2 separate regions of the Ovis aries genome follow, and region 2 is linked to region 1. Evidence: chromatin contacts called from public Hi-C data. All regions are on one chromosome and are shown on one strand. Each heading gives the region's core, a stretch centred on a gene start, on an enhancer-like site or on the middle of the called end of the contact. The rest is flanking DNA. Distances are from core to core; before and after follow the strand shown. Region 1 holds the start of SIK2 (salt inducible kinase 2). Region 2 overlaps ALG9 (ALG9 alpha-1,2-mannosyltransferase).

The links. Hi-C and Micro-C count contacts between places; a contact is called where the count stands out from the background.
Region 2: a Hi-C map of skin fibroblasts shows a contact between it and region 1, with 3 times the contacts expected there. The contact joins the enhancer-like site here to the promoter of SIK2 in region 1. A contact is called at or near these places in 5 of 16 Hi-C or Micro-C datasets (blood, mesenteric adipose tissue, mixed tissues and 2 more).

What each region holds. Positions count from the first base shown.
Region 1 is chr15:21,612,491-21,617,590 of ARS-UI_Ramb_v3.0, forward strand. It overlaps SIK2 (salt inducible kinase 2), which reads left to right and starts at 2,107. Exons shown (of 15, transcript XM_012095438.5): 1 at 2,107-2,399. The coding sequence starts at 2,265.
Region 2 is chr15:21,859,424-21,864,921 of ARS-UI_Ramb_v3.0, forward strand. ALG9 (ALG9 alpha-1,2-mannosyltransferase) reads right to left here. Exons shown (of 16, transcript XM_027979190.2): 10 at 5,151-5,305; 11 at 2,731-2,860; 12 at 1,977-2,124; 13 at 715-844. Among named protein-coding and RNA genes, the nearest start is that of ALG9, 46 kb to the right of the region's middle. Within about 2 kb of position 1,433, at least 4 of the 54 cell types and tissues checked have an H3K27ac peak or open chromatin away from gene starts, as enhancers often do.

The DNA.
Region 1 (5,100 bases), core at 857-3,356:
GTACATCAAGACTGTATATTGTAACCCTGCTTATTTAACTTAACATGCAGAGAAATATGGAGAAATATCAATTATGCAAAATGCCAGGCTAGATGAAGCACAAGCTGGAATCAAGATTGCCGGAAAAAATATCAATAACCTCAGACATGCAGATGACACCACCCTTATGGCAGAAAGCAAAGATGAACTAAAAAGCTTCTTGATAAAAGTGAAAAAGGAGAGTGAAAAAGTTGGCTTAAAGCTCAACATTCGGAAAACGAAGATCATGGGATCTGGTCCCATTACTTCATGGGAAATAGATGGGGAAAGAGTGGAAACGGTGTTTATTTATAATAAACAGACTTTGTTTTGGGGAGCTCCAAAATCACCGCAGATGGTGAGTGCAGCCATGAAATTAAAAGACACTTGCTCCTTGGAAGAAAAGCTATGACCAACCTAGAGAGCAGAGACATTACTTTGCCAACAAAGGTCCATCTAGTCAAAGCTATGGTTTTTCCAGTAGTCATGTATGGATGCGAGAGTTGGACTGTGAAGAAAGCTGAGTGCCGAAGAATTGATGCTTTTGAACTGTGGTATTGGAGAAGACTCTTGAGAATCCCTGGACTGCAAGGAGATCCAACCAGTCAATCTTAAAGGAAATCAGTCCTGAATATTCATTGGAAGGACTGATGTTGAAGCTGAAACTCCAATACTTTGGCTTCCTGATGTGAAGAACTGACTCATTGGAAAAGACCTTGATGCTGGGAAAGATTGAAGGCAGGAGAAGGGGACAACAGAGGATGAGATGGTTGGAGAGCATCACCGACTCAATGGACCTGAGTCTGAGTGAACTCTGGGAGTTGGTGATGGACAGAGAAGCTTGGCATGCTGTAGTCCATGGGGTCGCAAAGAGTCAGGTAGTACTGAGTGACTGAACTGAGCTGAAACACTGTAAGAATAAGTAAGCACCTGTGGATTGTTTTTTAGAATTCATTGTTATAGTCCATTTCCATTAGTATCCATTCATGATGCTCACATTGTCCCAGATGGGTAAGTGAAGGTAACTTCAAACTGGCTCCTGTTTCCTTTTGACATGTCCGCATTCTTTGAAAATCTTGCTTTCTGGGACAAGACCTTTCAAGTGCATTTTATACTTTCCCTCTCTGTCTGGGAATAAAGCCATTTCTCCAGAGTCTGGTTCCTTTTATTCAAAATATTAAAATAACGCTGTACTTGTTTCCCTGGGTCAGCATATGAAAGATCAGTGTGGTGATTTGCTATCCTAACTTTAGCATTACCAGTGTGATCTTGGCAATTTCCTTTGTTTCCAAGGGGTTGATTCCTCACCTGAAAAGAAACTGGATTAGGTAAGTATTTCTTAAGCTTTTCGTGGTCAGCAACACATTTAAAAGCTATATTCCCATCTTCCCAGAGGCAAGCTCAAAGAAGAAGAAAAAAACTGCACACGTTTTAGGGGTTTCGAGCCCCAAAGCCCATTTGAGGCTCCAAATCCCTGGATTTGGTGATCTCCAAGGTCTACTTCACCGCTGATATACTGTAAGGGTCCGTGCGGATGTCAGAATGAACCCTAAGAGACATCAAATTTGGAGGGATTTATATAGAAACAGATGCGAAAAAGATACAAAGAAAGGAGCCTGTGAGCAATGCATTGCTCAGCCAGAGTTCTTCGCCCGTGCCAAATTTAGGAAGAACAGTAGTCATAGGTGAGAGGTTTTGGCGGGAAGGTCCCACGGGTGGGCGGGGAACGCCTGGGCCGGGGAAGGAGATGCCGGGGGCGGGGGAAGGAGACTCAGGCCCGGCCCCAGTCGCTGCAGCCCTCCGCGCCGCCCACCAGGGCTCGCTCTTACCCTTCGGCTGGGTGGCCGAGGAGCGGGGCGGGCCAGGCGGCGACCCCGCCCCGCTCCTCAGCTAGGCGGCCGCGAGCTCGGAGGGCGCCGGAGCCCGGAAGGAACGCGCCGTCCAGGCCCCGCCCACCTGCCCTTCCTCGCGGCCGCTCGTCGCCGACGTCGGCGGGGCTCCGGTCGCCATGGTGACCAATCGAGGCCCGGTCCCGCCCCCGCCCCTCTGTCCCGGCCCCCTGACGTCGGCGCACGTCAGCGGCGGCGCGCGCCTGGCTGGGCCCTGCGGAGCGGGAGGGACGGAGCGCAGGAGAGAGCGGAGCCGCAGTCGCCCGAGCGGAGCCGCGCAGCCCGTCCGCCCGCCAGCCCGCCCGCCCGCCGGCCAGTCCGCGCTCCAGTCCGCCGTGCCTGGCAGCGGGGCCCAGCATGGTCATGGCGGATGGCCCGAGGCACTTGCAGCGCGGGCCGGTCCGGGTGGGGTTCTACGAAATCGAGGGCACGCTGGGCAAGGGCAACTTCGCCGTGGTGAAGCTGGGGCGACACCGGATCACCAGGACGGAGGTGCGGCCCGGGGCTCGGCGGGAGCGTCCGAGGCGAGGGTTCGGGAGACGAGCTGTTGGCCGAGAGGGGCGGCTGCCGCGGGGGGCCTGGGCAGCTCCGAGAGGCCGGGTCACCGGCTCAAGCGAGAGGGCCTGGGAGTGTGAGGACCCGGGGAGCTCCAGGGGTCGGTGAGCACCACGGGGACCGGGGCCGCGTCGCCCGGACCGGGTGTCGTCCGATTTGGAGAGCCGGGCCGCCAGGCGCTTTGCCTTCTCTGGGCCATCCCTGGGGGCCCCCTGGAATTTCGCCCAGAGCCTCACACCCGGGGCCGTGACCTGGTCTGTGGGCCTCCGCTCCGGAGCCCAAGTTCCGCGTCTTCCCGGCTTTCAGCTGGGGGTGGGGTAGGAGGGGAAGTCTCCGCGCTCCTGGGCTGCGCGATGAGAGGCGTCGCCAGCCCGGCCGAGGGGACCGCCTGCGCCCCGACGCCCCGGACGGGGGGCTCCTCGAGGCTCCGGGAGAACCGCGGCGCCCGCTCCCCCGCCGCTCGAGGAAGGGGGGCCCCGGGGGCCGAGAATGCCCGGAGCGCCCCGGTCCCATCTTCTCTCCGCTCCTGGTGCCAGACAGTATCTCTGACCTGGTGTCAGGCTCGCTGGATCTCGTGCCTGAGGCATTTCCACCTTAGTACTCCAGACAATAGAGCCGGTTAAAATGGTCATCTGGGCATTCGCACAGTTGGTGGGGTTGGTTCGGTCTTTCTTATGCTAGGTGATTTCTTTACCAGGTGTGCGTTCTGGCGTTCCTTAAGCCGCGTCAGATTCTACCTGTCTACTCTAAAAGCCCTCGACTGCTTCCTGACGGGGAAGCCAGCATCTCCCCCCGCCCTCCATCGCACATTCTCGCGCACCGCACATATTTTCTCGCACGTCTCTGTTCTTACCTAACCCGCCCCCCCTTCCTTTCACCGCCTCAAGCTGCTCTCCTCAGGGTCTCTATTTTAAGACGTGCAAATTAAATACTTTAGAAAAACGGTAGAAACAAAACCATTCTTTAGAATAAAACCTTGTGTTTTTGGCGTACTCTACTCTGCCTCATTGTAGTTGTTCTGGAGTTTCATCCTTTCCTTTTTTTTTTTCTTTTTTCCCTTTCCACTTTTCATCCTATTCAGCGTTTCTCCTTGTTAGTACGAAGATACCAGAGTTTGGATATGAAATAACAGGATTCTTTTTCAGAATGCCTGTGTAAGGTGAAGGGCATCGGAAAACTTGAGTGATTTTTGTAGCTGTTGTTCTTAGAAGTTTTGCTTACTGTGAAGAAGTCCGTTTCCAAAAAGAAGGGGCATCTGTCATTGTGTCATCCTCATTTTTCGTCTTGCCCTGCTGATCCTGACTGAGGCAGCCGAATTCCGACCATATTTTTTTTTTTTAGCATCAGGGCCAAGGTCACAAATTTTCCTCTCACAAATTTACCAGAGTTAGCAATTTAAGTTTTTAATGTAAATAATGTGACTGTAGTGAGATTACTTAATCTGACCCCAGTATTTTTAAAAACGAAGAAATTGATTCCATTCCTCTAAAGAAACATGGCTTAATGCCATGCTGTTTGCCTTTTAGTTACATGAAAGAAGACATTTTTAATGTGTATTTTTGTATAAGTACACATTTTTAACGACTCTAAAAACTAAGCAGATTTCACAGTTAGGAAGAGCTTTTACAAAACTTTTAAACTGTATTCAGTGGTTGAATTCCAAACCCATCAGCTCATATTACTTTTTTCCCATCAGCTCTTATCAGTGTTAGTGGAAAGATTTGTCAGCTGTTACTTATTAGTATATAGTATATATTAGTATATAGTATCTATTTAAAAATTACTTAAGTAGAGCTATGAGTGACTGACACTTTCTTGAGGTTGTCATCTCAAACCGTGTTACTTTTAAACTGATCTCTCTTGTAGAGCTAGGGGGCAGTGTGGAGTAGTATGGTTTGGCTATCGGTGAGATCAAGGCATTTGTAATTGAAGGTACAGGTCAGATCAAGAAAGAGCACTCAGATCCTGAACTGTGTGCATTGTTTACATTTGTAAAATCATTTCAGGTAAAAGCTAACTTTCTAGTACATAGAACATCTTTACTGTTGCTTTTTCTAAAGAAAGTGTTCTTAACATATAAAAAGAAAAAGTGTGAAGTTTAAGATGGGTGAGTATGAGTGTGGTAATTTGGTGTAACTGGAAGTATTACAGATAAGAGGAGTGAGGGAAACAGCAAGGCATTAATGAAGAGAAAAATTCCTGTAAATCTCAAGTTTTATTAAGTTGCTCTGTGAACTTTTGTGGTAATTTGTCTTAAGAATTATTTAGCACAGATACAGTTGTTCCTTACTGTAGTATGCTATTTGTTAATGAGGATTTTTAAAGCAGTATTTGTTGTTTTTATTCACTGAATGTGTATCTTTGGTAAGCACAACTTCCTCAGCTATTACAAGTAATATGGCTAGTAGAAACTTTAAAGTGTTATTTAACATCATTTGAGGGTCTCATTGCTAACTATACTAATTACAGCAAACAATATGGCATCAAGAACATTGGCAAAATATCATGATTATACTTACTGCTTAGAAAAGTTTCTTCAATATAGTATGCACTAGCATCAGTGTAAGTTTGTGTGTTTAAAACGTAGAGGTCTTTTTTCCGAAGTTTGAACATCAGGCAAGTTATAGGGTTTAATTTA
Region 2 (5,498 bases), core at 183-2,682, 250 kb after region 1:
TGAAAGTCCTGATATTTCATGCTTTAGGTATATGTCATAAGGGAAATGTATTTGACATTTAAATTCTTAAATGTTTGCTAAACAGGCTGCCAAAAAAATAAGTGCTTTCTAATAATTCTATAAAATGGTCCTTTACCATCTCTGGGAACCAGGAACATTATCTTTAGCGCTCTCACCTTTTCCGCAGTCAAAGATCTTACAGGTATCTAATGGTGAAAGTGTCATCTCTCAAAGGAACCTACATGGGCTCCAGAGTGGGTAAAGATGAGTGTGTACAAGAGCATGGCCCTGACACACACTGCTTCACGGACTCGGTGTGAGAAGAACCCTCACTGACTATCCACTTGCTAAAACCAGAATATACTAATCATTAGCTCAAAGGTCTATGGGTAACTTGAACGTTCCCCAGGAGGTATTTTAATGGACCAAGGATGATAAGAGTTGCAGAATGTGTTTCAAAATGGCTTGAATTCAACATAAGAAATTTTCTGATCCAGCTTAGAAAATAGGTTGAATTAAAAATTTTACATAGAAAATAAAGGAGGTCATTTGAAAATAAAAATGACACTCTTCATTCTTTCTCAACAGTTGTTATATCCCTCATCTTAAAGAAATCACTTCCTAAAAAACTCTCATTTCATCAAAGCTCTATTACGAATGCTAACAGATTTTAAGGGTGGAACTCTTGTCATAGTAGTAAAAGTATCCCCTTACGTATCTGGATGGCTCCTCTAGGTTCTGGTCATTCATGTCAGTAGGAACAGTCCGGGTGGCCAGTGGTCCCTCTGCAAAAGGTTTTGGTAACTGGCCTCTGAACTCTGACGGAATGAACTGAAGCTGCCAACTGTCAAAAACACAAATAAGAAGAATGAGAAAAACACAGGGGGCTCATATTGCTAAATATTCTTGAAATACAGAAGCAAAAAAAGGAAATTTCATGTGAAAAATATTTCACTTGGAGACAAAATATTTCTGCGAAACCTTAGCCACAGACCATAGAGGCAGAGGTCACAATTCAATCCAAGATCATTGAGAAATTTTCTACTTGAGATCTTTCATACCATTTCACCAACTCTCAGCAGTGAAATTTGCAATAGTGGTTATACCATCAAACAACTAGAGAAACATCAAAGTTCATTGCCAATTATCATGTGATCAGGGGACCTCTCAAAATTTAAGCAAGTTCATCAGGCATAGAGAGGAAACAGTGAAATGTAGGGACTCACTGTGGGAAAACTACTTTGTTCCTGAGTAATCTTCAAAAGTATCTTTAGTTATGAAACTGTTTCAGATGGAAAAGGCAAAGGCTAAAGCGAACACTTTAAAAAACAAGCTTTAATTAATCATTAATGACTGATACAGGATCTTTATCAAGAAAAAAGATATTACCACCAGCTAAGCTGCTGCAGCCAGTCCCCAAATGGAACAATATGACTCATCTTAACCTGACTTCTCTTTTCCCTAAATAGGACTCTTCTCTGCCTGAATAAAGCAGACACAAAGGAACTCGGAGCCCATGCTATCTATCACATCCAACCACAGACAGCGTGAAGGAAAGCAGTGCACAGGTCTTATCCACAGCTTTCCCCAGGGTCCATACGGTGGGAGAGAACACTCACTGTCGCTGGACAACAAATGTGTCTTCTCTAAAAACACTCTATACACCGAGAGTTTTAAAACCACTTTCAAAAGTGGGTTAACATGAGTTAGTCATAAAAATTTAAACACGGATCCTCAGGAAGAGCCACGAGTAGGAGCCCAGGACCCACAACGTCCTCGAAGATCAAGGCAGCGCAGGGTGCATCACCAAACAGAGGCCCCAGGTGCTCGGCACGCTGCCCACGGCTGCCCAAGATGGTGAATCACGCAAACACTCCTGATGAATCCAAAGCGGAGGAAAAACTAAGACGACATTGCCACAGATTTGCTGTTTCTACACCTCGATTTAAAACTCTGAGAATTAAAGGGCAGCTTACTTGTCAGGCAGAAGGAAGCTGCTGGGGAAGCGATGCCACTCTTTCCCGACACAGACGTTGACGGGCCGGCCTTCAGGAACGCTGTGGATGGTGGGGTCTGTGGCAATTCGATAAAATTCTGGATACAAATCAAGGGGTCCATGATACCCTGGAAGGGAGGGGGTGTGTGAAAGCTGAAGATGAGAGAGCTGAGATTCTCCTATTTAATTACAGCACGTGTTAGCATCCCACTGTGATCCGTGTGAGAGGCACACAGGAACTCCAGCAGGAAGCCCACTCAACTGGCATCAAATGCCTGGGCAGTCAGGAAGATGATTACAGCAGAGGCCCAATCTTGGCCAGAAATCAGTTGCTTTCTTGCCCTTCTCTATACCCTCCACCTTTTAAATTTCATGTTTTTTGAGCCAATTTCAATATTCCGGATCCAAATAAAGATTATAAGAAAGAATATAATCATGGGACTTGAGCCTCAACTCTGCATCCTATGTTTAAGGCTTCCTTAATTCATTCTTTAAAAGGAAAAAAAAAAATAGTAAGAATAGAGAAGAAGCGTATAGTTAATCACACTAAAAGGAATTCTCAATCTTCTCCTCAGTCCTAAGCTATAGATGTCACATCCCATTCTTAATACGAAGTCCACAGGTTCTCCGCATAGAAAAGTCCCTCGGCTTAAGCTGAAATATATTAAACATTCACGCATCAAGCAAAAACCAGGTAAAGTGAGTGTGGATTAAGTTACTGTCTGCACATCTACCTCTGAACAGTGCCACAGAGCGAGAAAAAGACAGGAGCCCGAACAGGAAGAGTGTTCCTAACGCCAGCCAATTCGACGTCACGGTGTAATGCTCCAGGCGGTATCGCTGAAACACGAAGTGGTAACATTTCTAGAAAGAAAGAAAACTGTTCTGAAAAAAAAGATACACCTTGCAGGATACATATCATCACAAGACATCATCATAACTTAAGAGGAAGGAAGCAGCAAAAGAGGTTCTACCAAGAGTCTGAGCATTTGCACACAGTGAGATGTCCACTCCACATTCTAAGATGAAAGCAAACTCTGCTTAACTGTCTGTAGATCAACCTCACCAGAGGGCCTGCCAAGCATGAAATCTCACTGGTTTCACAGGAAACTTAGCTGGATATTTCCCTAGTGACTAAAGTCCTAATAATTTATTTTTAAAAAATATTTAAATGAAAATGGCTTTTGGTAGTTTTGGGTTTTTTTTTTTTTTAATATATGAAGTATCTCAATCTATTCTGATGTAATTGGTGATTAACCTTCACTTTCCTTACTGACAAGTTTTCATCAAAGTTTTTGGTAACAACAAAATGTCTCATGACCAAACAAGAAGGAAACAGAATTCCCCTCATGAAACATTAGGAAAATGCTATTAATTACATACTAAACTTCTTCACAAACTAGAGGAATGTCATTAAGAATATATACACACCTGCATGAGTTCTGCAGCTTTTCAGCACCTTCCCATGAGACTTCCTTCCTTCCTTCTTTCCCTCTCAGACTAGAACTACTTTTGGAAAGCAATTTTGCAATACATAACAAGGGCCATAAATGTCTGAACTCCTTTCATACTTTTTGGAATCTTTCCTAAAGAAACAATCCAAATACCTAAACAAAGATATTTATCCTAGCATTATTTATAATACTGAAATAAGTGAGCAACCTAAACTCTAACATAAATTACGTCTAACCATTATATAGAACCAATTCAATATATTATGTATTACATAATAATGTTATAAATTATATCCAACTCAGAACACTATATTGCTATTAAAATGATGCATATAGACACAGCAACATAAGGATATAAGTATATATTAAGAGGGATACAGTTACATGAGCCTTAAACTACAATCATAATAGATTCCATTATATGATAGGCAAAAATGCTAGAAGGAGATTTTGTTAGGGTAGCAGGACTGATTTCAGAAAGAGGTAAAAGAAAAATTATCCGTGATGAAGTTCAATTACTTTTATAATTAAATTTACTTTTAAAAACTATTGTCCTAAAAGGATGAGATTTTAAAATTTTATGCTAAATGAAAGAAGTCAATCACAAAAGCCCACATATTCTATGATTTCATTTACATGAAATGCCTAGAATAGGCAAAGCTATAGAGATACAAAGCAGTTTAGCTGTTGATTGTGGCTGAGGAGATATGCGGGGGGCGGGGGGCGGATGAGGGGCAGCTACAACAGCTAAAGGATACAGGTTTTTGAGATGATGAAAATGCTATAAAATGAGTGGAGTAACGCTTACACAGATCTGTGAATAGCCTAGAAAACACTGTATCATATACTTTAAATGAGTAAATTCTGTGGTTTGCGAATTGTGCGTGCACGTGTGCTAAGTTGTTCCAGTCCAGTCAGACTCTTTGAGACCCTATGGACTGTAGCCCGCCAGACTCCTCTGTCCATGGGATTCTCCAGGCAAGAAGACTGGAGAAGGTCGCTGTGTCCACCTCCAGGGGATCTTCCCCACCCAGGGACTGAACCCTCATCTCTTTCATCTAACCTGCATTGGTAGGCAGGTTCTTTACCACTAGCACCACCTGAGAAGCCCTTGAGAATTATATCTTATCACAAGTCTGTTAAGGAAAAAAACCTATTACCCAAATTATTCCTTTTTTAATAATTGCAAATGGAGCACAGGTTTAAAAAAAAAAAAAGAGTCCAACACTTCTAAGGCCATAAATACAGAAATATTCATGATTAGTTCTGACCTGGACAGGTTTTAAGCCAGGATTACAATGTCCCATATTGCTAACTGCCTGAAGTAATCCCAAACACCTGAGCCAGTTTGATTCAGGTTTCATAACTGAAAAACAGACATTCCATTAGCTCTGCTGGGCTGCTACCATCCTGTGCTAGGCCCATATAATGACTTTTAAAAATTCCTTTCATAGCAATTGGATTCTTATTGGCAAGAGAGACAAATTATTACTAGCACAAATTAATACTGCAAATATGTGATCAGCAAACGACAGTACAAACAACACCTAAGCAATCAAAGCTTTATAACATGATCTGTATAAACGTTAATGTATGGATCACATATCTTAGGTGGAAGCATTCTGTAATCTGCCTTTAAGCTTTCTGAAAGATTTCATGTGAAACAGAATGAAGCAGACACACATTTCCCTGAAACTCACCTGAAGTGCAGAAAGGGCCACAGCACCACAAAGGCATATAAGCGGATACACAGGGAAAAGAAATCTCTCCTCTTTGTGAGGCTGGATGAAGAAAATGATAAACCAAATATACATTGGAGCCAAGGTAAGCCAATATGGGTGGCCTAAATTCTGAACTGTAAAACAGAAAAAAAATCCACCTTTCACCAGATGAGACCAAAACAGCACATTCACTCTCAAAGTTCTCTTGATCTCAAACTTAGGCATATACCCTAGGGCACCCCACTCTTTTATTCACACTTTCTTTGATGTAATTAAGGAGTCAAATAGAAAGACGTATATACTTCTTAGCTCTCCCAAGAGATCCAA